2 separate regions of the Pan troglodytes genome follow, and region 2 is linked to region 1. Evidence: chromatin contacts called from public HiChIP or PLAC-seq data. All regions are on one chromosome and are shown on one strand. The core of a region is the stretch at or near the end of the contact, and the rest is flanking DNA. Distances in the headings are between cores, read along the strand shown. Region 1 holds the start of TGM3 (transglutaminase 3). Region 2 holds the start of NOP56 (NOP56 ribonucleoprotein).

The links. HiChIP or PLAC-seq counts read pairs in DNA pulled down with a chosen protein or histone mark.
Region 2: an H3K4me3 HiChIP or PLAC-seq map of stem cell-derived excitatory neurons shows a contact between it and region 1, with 2.4 times the contacts expected there. The contact joins the promoter of NOP56 here to the promoter of TGM3 in region 1. A contact is called at or near these places in 1 of 7 Hi-C or Micro-C datasets (stem cell-derived neural progenitor cells) and 1 of 1 datasets of contacts at active chromatin or transcription factors (stem cell-derived excitatory neurons).

Annotation. Positions count from the first base shown.
Region 1 is chr21:8,842,024-8,845,716 of NHGRI_mPanTro3-v2.0_pri, reverse strand. It overlaps TGM3 (transglutaminase 3), which reads right to left and starts at 1,508. Exons shown (of 15, transcript XM_063803236.1): 1 at 1,353-1,508. All of the region lies in intron 3 of STK35 (serine/threonine kinase 35), which reads right to left.
Region 2 is chr21:9,283,633-9,287,741 of NHGRI_mPanTro3-v2.0_pri, reverse strand. It overlaps NOP56 (NOP56 ribonucleoprotein), which reads right to left and starts at 2,433. Exons shown (of 12, transcript NM_001244674.3): 1 at 2,402-2,433; 2 at 2,128-2,217; 3 at 1,666-1,780; 4 at 481-642; 5 at 109-307. The coding sequence starts at 2,404. It overlaps MIR1292 (microRNA mir-1292), which reads right to left and starts at 2,281; the gene lies at 2,217-2,281. It overlaps LOC112206585 (small nucleolar RNA SNORD110), which reads right to left and starts at 844; the gene lies at 770-844.

The DNA.
Region 1 (3,693 bases), core at 259-2,758:
AATAAAAGGAGAAATGCAGGCAAATGTTTCTGTAATCCAGCCAGAGGCTAAGAGTCCTTGTAGCAGGACAAGTGCAATCCTTTCCAACCTCACAAGGCAAACAGACGATAATAGTTGTCAAAAGACAAAAATTACAAGAAATTTAGTTTAAAATCTTAATTGGCTTATATTTGCATTCTAGAATCAGCTGATGCCTCGTTCTATAAAACAGAATGAGTGCTCTGATGAGCTGAGCTGAGGAGGCTGGCTTTATAGACAGAAAAGGGCTGAAGAAAGCAGAAACACAGAACAAAAGCGAATTGGTTGTTTCAAAGTTATTTTCCTTGTAAAGGTTAAAGCAGAGAGGACTTCCTCATCATGCCAGCTAAAGCTGGTTTATTTGGGGATTTGGCTATATTAACTGTCTCTCTCTCCTGATTTCTAGGAAAGTCAAATAAGCAACTTAGTTTCAGCTTGGTGGCATGGAACTTCAGCATAAGTGACTCCATGTTGGGTTGATCTGTTGGGCATAGTGCAGGAGCTCAGTCCAAACCAATAGCCTCTTATAAATTTTATTTAACATAGTGATAACAACAATATGACCATGGTAATAATAGAGGCAGCTTACTATGTGCCTGGCACCATTCTAGGGACTTCACAATCTTTTTTTTAATGTCCTAAGTTCTTGAAGGCAAGAGACTTTACAAATATTAACTACTATAATTATTATAACGATATTAAGTGGGTACTATTATTATCCCCACTTTTTAATGAGGCAAGGTTGAGAGGTCAACTAAGTTGCCCCAGGCAAGCCCATGAGCACTTGCCACGTGCTAGAAACTAAGTCCAGAAATTGTACTAAGTACAATTAAGTCGTTTAATACTCAAAGCAATCCCAAGATACCTGCTATCATTATCACCACTTTCAGAGGGAACCAACAGAGCTCAAGGCAGCCTGAACCCGGAGCCCGCGCTTAGCCACCAGCTGCGTGGCTGAGGGCAGGGCGCGCTGACCCAGGCTGGGTGCGCGTGGGGCGGGGGCTGGGTAGAGATCTGTTCGCTCGAGTCCTCAGCAAGGGCCGCACTGGACGTCAGCTCTGAGTGTGACCAAGGCCCTCGGCTTCTCCAGATCTGGACGCCCCAGCCCGGGAGCTCCGTGCCAGCGAGCCTCCGAGCATCGCGGGCCGCTACTGCCCCCTGCCGCCGCCCGGGCCTTGCAGGGAGAGCTTGCCCGGAGCAGAGGCGCGCGGCCACCGGGCCCCGGCAGCTCCCAGCCACGACCACCCAGAGACCCCGCAGAGGAAACGGAAGCCGCCGCCCGGCACTTTCTGAATTCCTCTCTCCGCCCTCAGGTCCCTGCGGCCTCCCCTCACCTTCGTCACTTCTCGTGGGCTGGCGGATAGAGCCCAGCGGCTCCCCACCCACTCGGCTCGCAGCCCGCGCTCCCAACGCCCGAGTTGCCATGGTGAAGGACGCGGGAGAAACGCCGGAAGGAGCACGGACCCCAGGGAGAGCGCGGAGGAGGCCGCGCGGGTCCTTCCTCCACCTGGGCCCAGGCACTTCCGGTCTCGTAGGCGTCGGGGAAAGCTCTTTGCGGACTTCGCTGCGGGCTTGGGATCTCCGACATGAAGGGAAGCGGGGGCTGGAGGACGCAGAGACTCTCCCTGGGCTGCTCGAAGTCCAAGGCTGTAACCCGGCTCCGGTCCTCATTTTCCCGCCGTCAGTGCCGGCTGCCTGCAGTTGCCATGGTGACGCGGGCCGCGGAGCAGGGCAAGGTCCCAAGTCGCGTGCAGTTGCTCCTCGCCGTCGCCACTCTCCTGCACCAGGCTGTGGGTAGTAGACGTCAAAAGAGATACACCAGAGCGCGACCCAGACTCGGGACCGCCGGGGTGGGGGCTGCTTCAGGCATTGGACACACTTCCTGGGCGCCTCGTGACCGCACCCTCCTGGCCTCACACCGCGGGGTGGGTTTGCACGAGGGTGGGCCGAGCCCTGTCGCTGAGCGACTCTGACCTTTTTAAGGCCACCTAGCTTTGGGTACAATGGATGTCTCATACTGAATTTTAATCAGCTTCTTACTGGAGGACATTAATGTTTGTTCAGTCTTTGTTACTACAAAAAATACTAGAGTAGCGTGGTAATATCCTTGTATGTACGTGCACACGTGCAACTTTTTCTGTAAATTTCCAGAAGTAAAATTTCTATGTCAAAGACCAGATGCAATTTTAATTTTCATGAATATGACTAAATTGCTCTTCAAAGACACTAGCAAATTTACATCTCCACCAAAACTGGAGTCCGATAATTTTAATTAGGATTATATCAACAGTGATGAACTGTTGCAAAAGAATTTTCCAGAGCATTTTCCATTAAACCAATTCTTTGATCAGTTTTTTTAAATACAACATAGTTAAATAGTATCCATATCCATTTTTATTTTATGGAAATTGTCTTTACTGAGTGATTCTTTTACATATAAATTTCATGATAAAGATTTTACTTCTTTAAAATTTGTATGTCGAATTTTACTTTGGTTTCCATCGTTGTGATATTTTGTATTTCATGCTCATGTTATTGAAAAAGGAAAAAAAAAGGCAACCCCGACATTCAGAAGCTAGCCTGGCATCACAGCTCCACCATGTTATCCTCCTATTGTACGTAGCGTCACAAAATAACAACCTCACATATGGTTACAGAGAGCCTGATAAAGTGAGACATAGCAAATCTACTTTGAAATTTTGTCTAAGCACAGACAAAAACACGGTCACTGTGCCACTCACAAAATACCAAACACCCGTCTTGGAGAAAATGAGTGACTGCTACTTCTTTTCTCTCTCTCTCTTTTTTTTTTTTTTTTTTGAGTCAGAGTCTCGCTCTGTCGCCCAGGCTGGAGTGCAGTGGCAGGATCTCGGCTCACTGCAAGCTCCGCCTCCCAGGTTCACGCCATTCTCCTGCCTCAGCCTCCCAAGTAGCTGGGACTACAGGTGCCCACCACCACGCCCAGCTAATTTTTTGTATTTTTAGTAGAGATGGGGTTTCACTGTGTTAGCCAGGATGGTCTCGATTTCCTGACCTCATGATCTGCCTGCCTCAGCCTCCCAAAGTGCTGGGATTACAGGCGTGAGCCACCGTGCCCGGCCCCCTGCTAACTAATTACAGTTTTATCTTTCTTCTAGTTTGCCTTCTCTATAGATTAGATTTATTGAGATACCCAATCATGGAATTGGCTCCTGCTTCCTGACCACTTCCAGTCTAGGGCGAATCCAACTTCCATAGGCCCTCCTTAAATTACCAATAAAAGCTGAAACCCAGTAATAGGTTCTTTATAACACCTCTTTTCGAAGATACCCGCCCATAGTTCTGTCATGGTATGTACTCTCCCTCAGTGCAACCCAACTTGTTCAACTATAGGTGTGTCCCGGTGGTCTTTGGCTAAAAGGCATTGACACTAGCAAGTTCTATTTTCTTTTCTTTCTAAGACACGGTCTCACCCTCTTGCCCAAGCTGTAGTGCAGTGGCACCATCAGGGCTCACTGCAGTGTCAACTTTCAGGCTCAAGCAGTCTTCCCACCTCAGCCTCCCAACTAGCTGGGACTACTGGCATGCACCACCCCGCCTGGCTGATTTTCATTTTTGGAGACAGGCTTTCACTATGTTGCCCAGGCTGATCTCGAACTCCTGGGCTCAAGGGATCTGCCTGCCTTGGCCTCCCAA
Region 2 (4,109 bases), core at 1,184-3,683, 440 kb before region 1:
CCAGCCCACATGGTTCTACCCACAGGATGGTCAGTCCTCATCAAGACTCAAAATTAACTGAACTACAGACCAAAGGCTCCAGTATTATGGGTGGCCCCTGCACTTTACCTGACACGCATAGAGAAGGTATTGATGTCCTTATCCAGCTGGTCCAGGAGGCTAATGGACTGGATGATCATATTGTCCACCCGGTTCACATTAAACTTAACTTTGGCACGGGAATAGCTGTGTCCCAGCCCCAGCTGTGCTTTACAAGCTGACAGATCGGTCAGACCCTTTACCAGATTGTGGAAGTGCAGACGAACTCCTAAGAAGAGGGCAAGACGGTGAGCAACAAGGGGCTCTGAGCTAGCTCCCGCACCCATGGGCACCAGCCAAGCCCGAAGGCCTTCCCAGAAATCACAACAAGCAACCAAGTTTCCAGAACCTCCTCCCCCAAAATGTCCAGGATAACAGGAATATAACAGATGATGGTCTCACCTCGCAGGATCTCAGCTATGACTCCTCCAGTCTGGCAGTTGTACCCTAACTCCTCCTGTATTGCAGCACCAATCTTGGGATCCCCAACTCCCAAGAGTACTTTCTTCTTTTTGGACGGCAGGTGGGTCTCCAAGAGCAGGCGGAGGTCCTCATGAACAACCCCTCAGGGGAAAGAACACAGTTCCCACTAACAGGCTGAAGGACAATCAACTCTAACATCCCTCAGCTGACTACCCTGGTCCCACCGAGCACGCTGGGATGGCATGCCTAGATCCCTCCCCATCAGGCATTGCTCAGAGACATGGAGACATCAGTGATTGCACTCAGGGGATTGACAGATTTGATTCGCAAGTCATCACTGCAAAGCCTGGCCCAGCCATGGGAACAACTGCATTCAGGTCTGGTAGCACAAGTGGGCAATAAATAATAGCTTGTAACACACCCTCGAGTATTTCGTAGAATTTGCCTTCTGGAACCAAACCTTTTTTTCTCAGCCTGTGTTTACCCAACTGCCCTTTCCAATCGAACAGAAAGCAGAGAACCAGACACTTGATTGTGTTTAGGCAAAACCTCGGGCACAAGTAGGTGTCAAGCCGACCCCCTTTTAAGAAACCCCCCTTTGTCGGCCGGGCACCGTCGCTCGCGCCTGTAATCTCAGCACCTTGGGAGGCCGAGGCGGGCGGATCACGAGGTCAGGAGATGGAGACTAGCCTGGCCAACATGGTGAAACCCCGTCTCTACCAAAAATACAAAATTAGCCGGGTGTGGTGGCTGGCACAGGCTTGTAATCCCAGTTACTCGGGAGGCTGAGGCAGGAGAATCGCCTGAACCAGGGAGGCAGAGGTTGCGGTGAGCCCAGATCTTGCCACTGCACTCCAGCCTGGGGGACAGACTCCATCTCAAAAAAAAAAATAAAAATAAAAAATAGTTTGTCACTACAGTGCCCACAAGGAAACGTTAACACACATCCCACATCGTCTGCTTAAACAGTTTGGTCTAGCGCAGTTCCCAGACCTTGAGCTCTGTGAAGACAATTATTTCAAATTACACATTGTATGTCTCAATACTGCCTCACGCCTATCAGACTCAGAGCCAGCCAAGGACGGCAAATACTATCACAGGCTGCCCGAGAGGATTCCGAAAGGGACCACATCTCTCTGTGATACTTGGCGGTGGCCGACTTACCTTCAGACACGGCGTTGGCATTTTCCAAGGCAACCTGGGATGAGGCAAAGGGACAAAAGGCCACCAGACGAACGATGTTGTGGAATTTGCCCAGGTTGAGCACGGACTCCTCCACCTGGGGGGAGAAAGAGGCTAAGTGGTTTCCTTCCCTCCCTCCTGCTTCTGCGGCGCAGTAAAGCAGCGGTTCCCAGCCTTGGAAGCTCTTAAAATATGCTGATACCTGGGCCCCACATCCCAGCTTCTGCTTTAATCGTACGGGGGCGGCATCCGGGAGGCTTATTTCTAATTGCTAGAGCGATTCTACCCATGGGTCAAGGTAAAGACCCCCGGATCTAGAGCTTTCCAGGTCCGCCCCCCCGCCCCGAACCGCTCGGCCGGCCACGTGGGAGCGCGCTGTGCATGCTGGGACCCGCGCGACGAGGGTCTGCGGGGCCGCCAAAGGAGCCCACGGATCTCACCCACCTGCGGCTGCAGCAGACTGATCTCCTCCACTTCCTTCAGCGCCAGCAGCGCGTAGCCGACCGCGTGCTCAAACAGCACGTGCAACAGCACCTGGAACGGGAGCCGGGGCGCGAGCGTCAACGCAACCTCAGCGTCTGCCGGAACCCGTTCCCAGGGCAGGCGCAGGCGCAGGCGCAGGCCCAGGCCCAGGCCCAGGCCCAGGCTCTGTCTGCGGCCCGAACGCAGGCCGAAACCCCCACCGTCGCGTCGCCCGCGCCCCGCAACCACTCCTCACCATGGCGCCAGCTCCCGGGTTCGGCTCGCAATGCGGCTAGCGCGCTCCGGCGCGCGGAACCAGGCTCCAGAGGCCACGCCCCCGCCCCCCCGACCAATCGGAGGCCGGGGACGACACCATCTCCGGCCTTTGGAGGGGCCGCCCAGGGTGGTATCGCCCGGAGCGCGGGCTGGGTGGCGCGGAGCGCGGGCGAGCAGGCCTTTTCTGGCCTCTGCAGCTGCGCGGGCGGGCGTGGTTGCCGGGGACGCGCGGCCCCCGATCGGGCATTGCAGGCGGCGAAACGACTTGGGAAGGCCCTTTCGGGGTAATAGTCCGGTTCCTGATGTTCTTGTCATATGAGTTACGGGCAGCAGAGCTGGGTGAAGTCGGGGCGGGAGGTCCGCGTGGGGCGCGGCGTCCATCCCAGACAGAGACCGCTGCCTAGCCGGCTTCCCGCTTCGTCCGTGGCCTCGGGCCCCAGACCCTGCGCCCCACGTCCCCGGGACCCAGGCGTTCCCGTCCCCTACTCGGGGACGAGCCTCCCCGGCGCCGGGTGGGCGGTGCATCCTTTCCTCCCACCCGTAACGGGAGCGGTGCCCGGCGCGCTCTGGCGCAGACCCTGCTGGGAATGTAGCTCGCGCAGTTTTCTTCGTACTACTAATTTATTTATTTTTTTTGTTTTTGGTTTTTTTTTTAATGACTGTAGCAGGCAGTAACGTGCGAAAGAAAGACGCTCCGGCGTCTTCCTAGGCCAGTTTCTTGTTGCTGTGCTGCACGGGACGCAGCTCCTTTCGCTGGGCCACGTGTTGCTGCTCCGCTTGAGCGGCCCTGAATTCTGGGCGCTGGTGATCGCTGAGTGAATCGCAGCTGCTTCCCTGTCCTTGAGGGCGTCTTTTGGGCACTCAGGCGAGTCTTTAGAAGTGAGTTTTGCTTTAATAATTAATATTAACGTTATAAATCCAAAACCTAGTTATACTTAAGTAGCGTATCCCCTGGTATATTTTAAAGAGTCATTCGAAGGGGATTTTTTAAAATGCTGTATAGCTATAAACTGCATTTATACATTTAATTGTTATTTTGTTAAGCGATTGAGTTACTTGACAAAATCCAAGTACATAGTTCACTCACAAATCTAATATGTCAAACCTAAAAAATATGGTTGGTAAATCTTACTCTCATAATTTCAATGTGGTTTACAGATGTGGTTGAATTCTGTTACACATGTCTACTTACGAGTCAGAATCGTTATTCCATTTAATATTTTAAAATGGAATTGCCAAGTTAATCCATACATTAGCATGTTAAATTATTTTAACCGTCATGAATACATCAAAATAGACGATTCCAAAATGTAATGGAAAATACTAATGCTAATACTTCAATTTACTTCATTATTTCTGCCCTTAATCCTGAATCTTCCTGGAGTTACAGGTGCTTATCCACTAAGCCAGGGGTTTTCAAGCAAGAAGTCAGAATGCATTAATGGACAGCATTTAAAAAGATAGGATTGGGTGGGCTATAATCCAGAACTTTAGGAGGCCGAGGCAGGCGGATCATTTAAGATCAGGAGTTCCAGACCAGCCTGGCCAACATGGTGAAACCCCGTCTCTACCAAAAAATAAAAAAATTAGCTGGACGTGGTGGAGCATGTCTGTAATCCCAGCTACTCGGGAGGCTGAGGAAGGAGAATCGCTTGAACCCGGGAGGCAGAGGCTGCACTCTAGCCTGG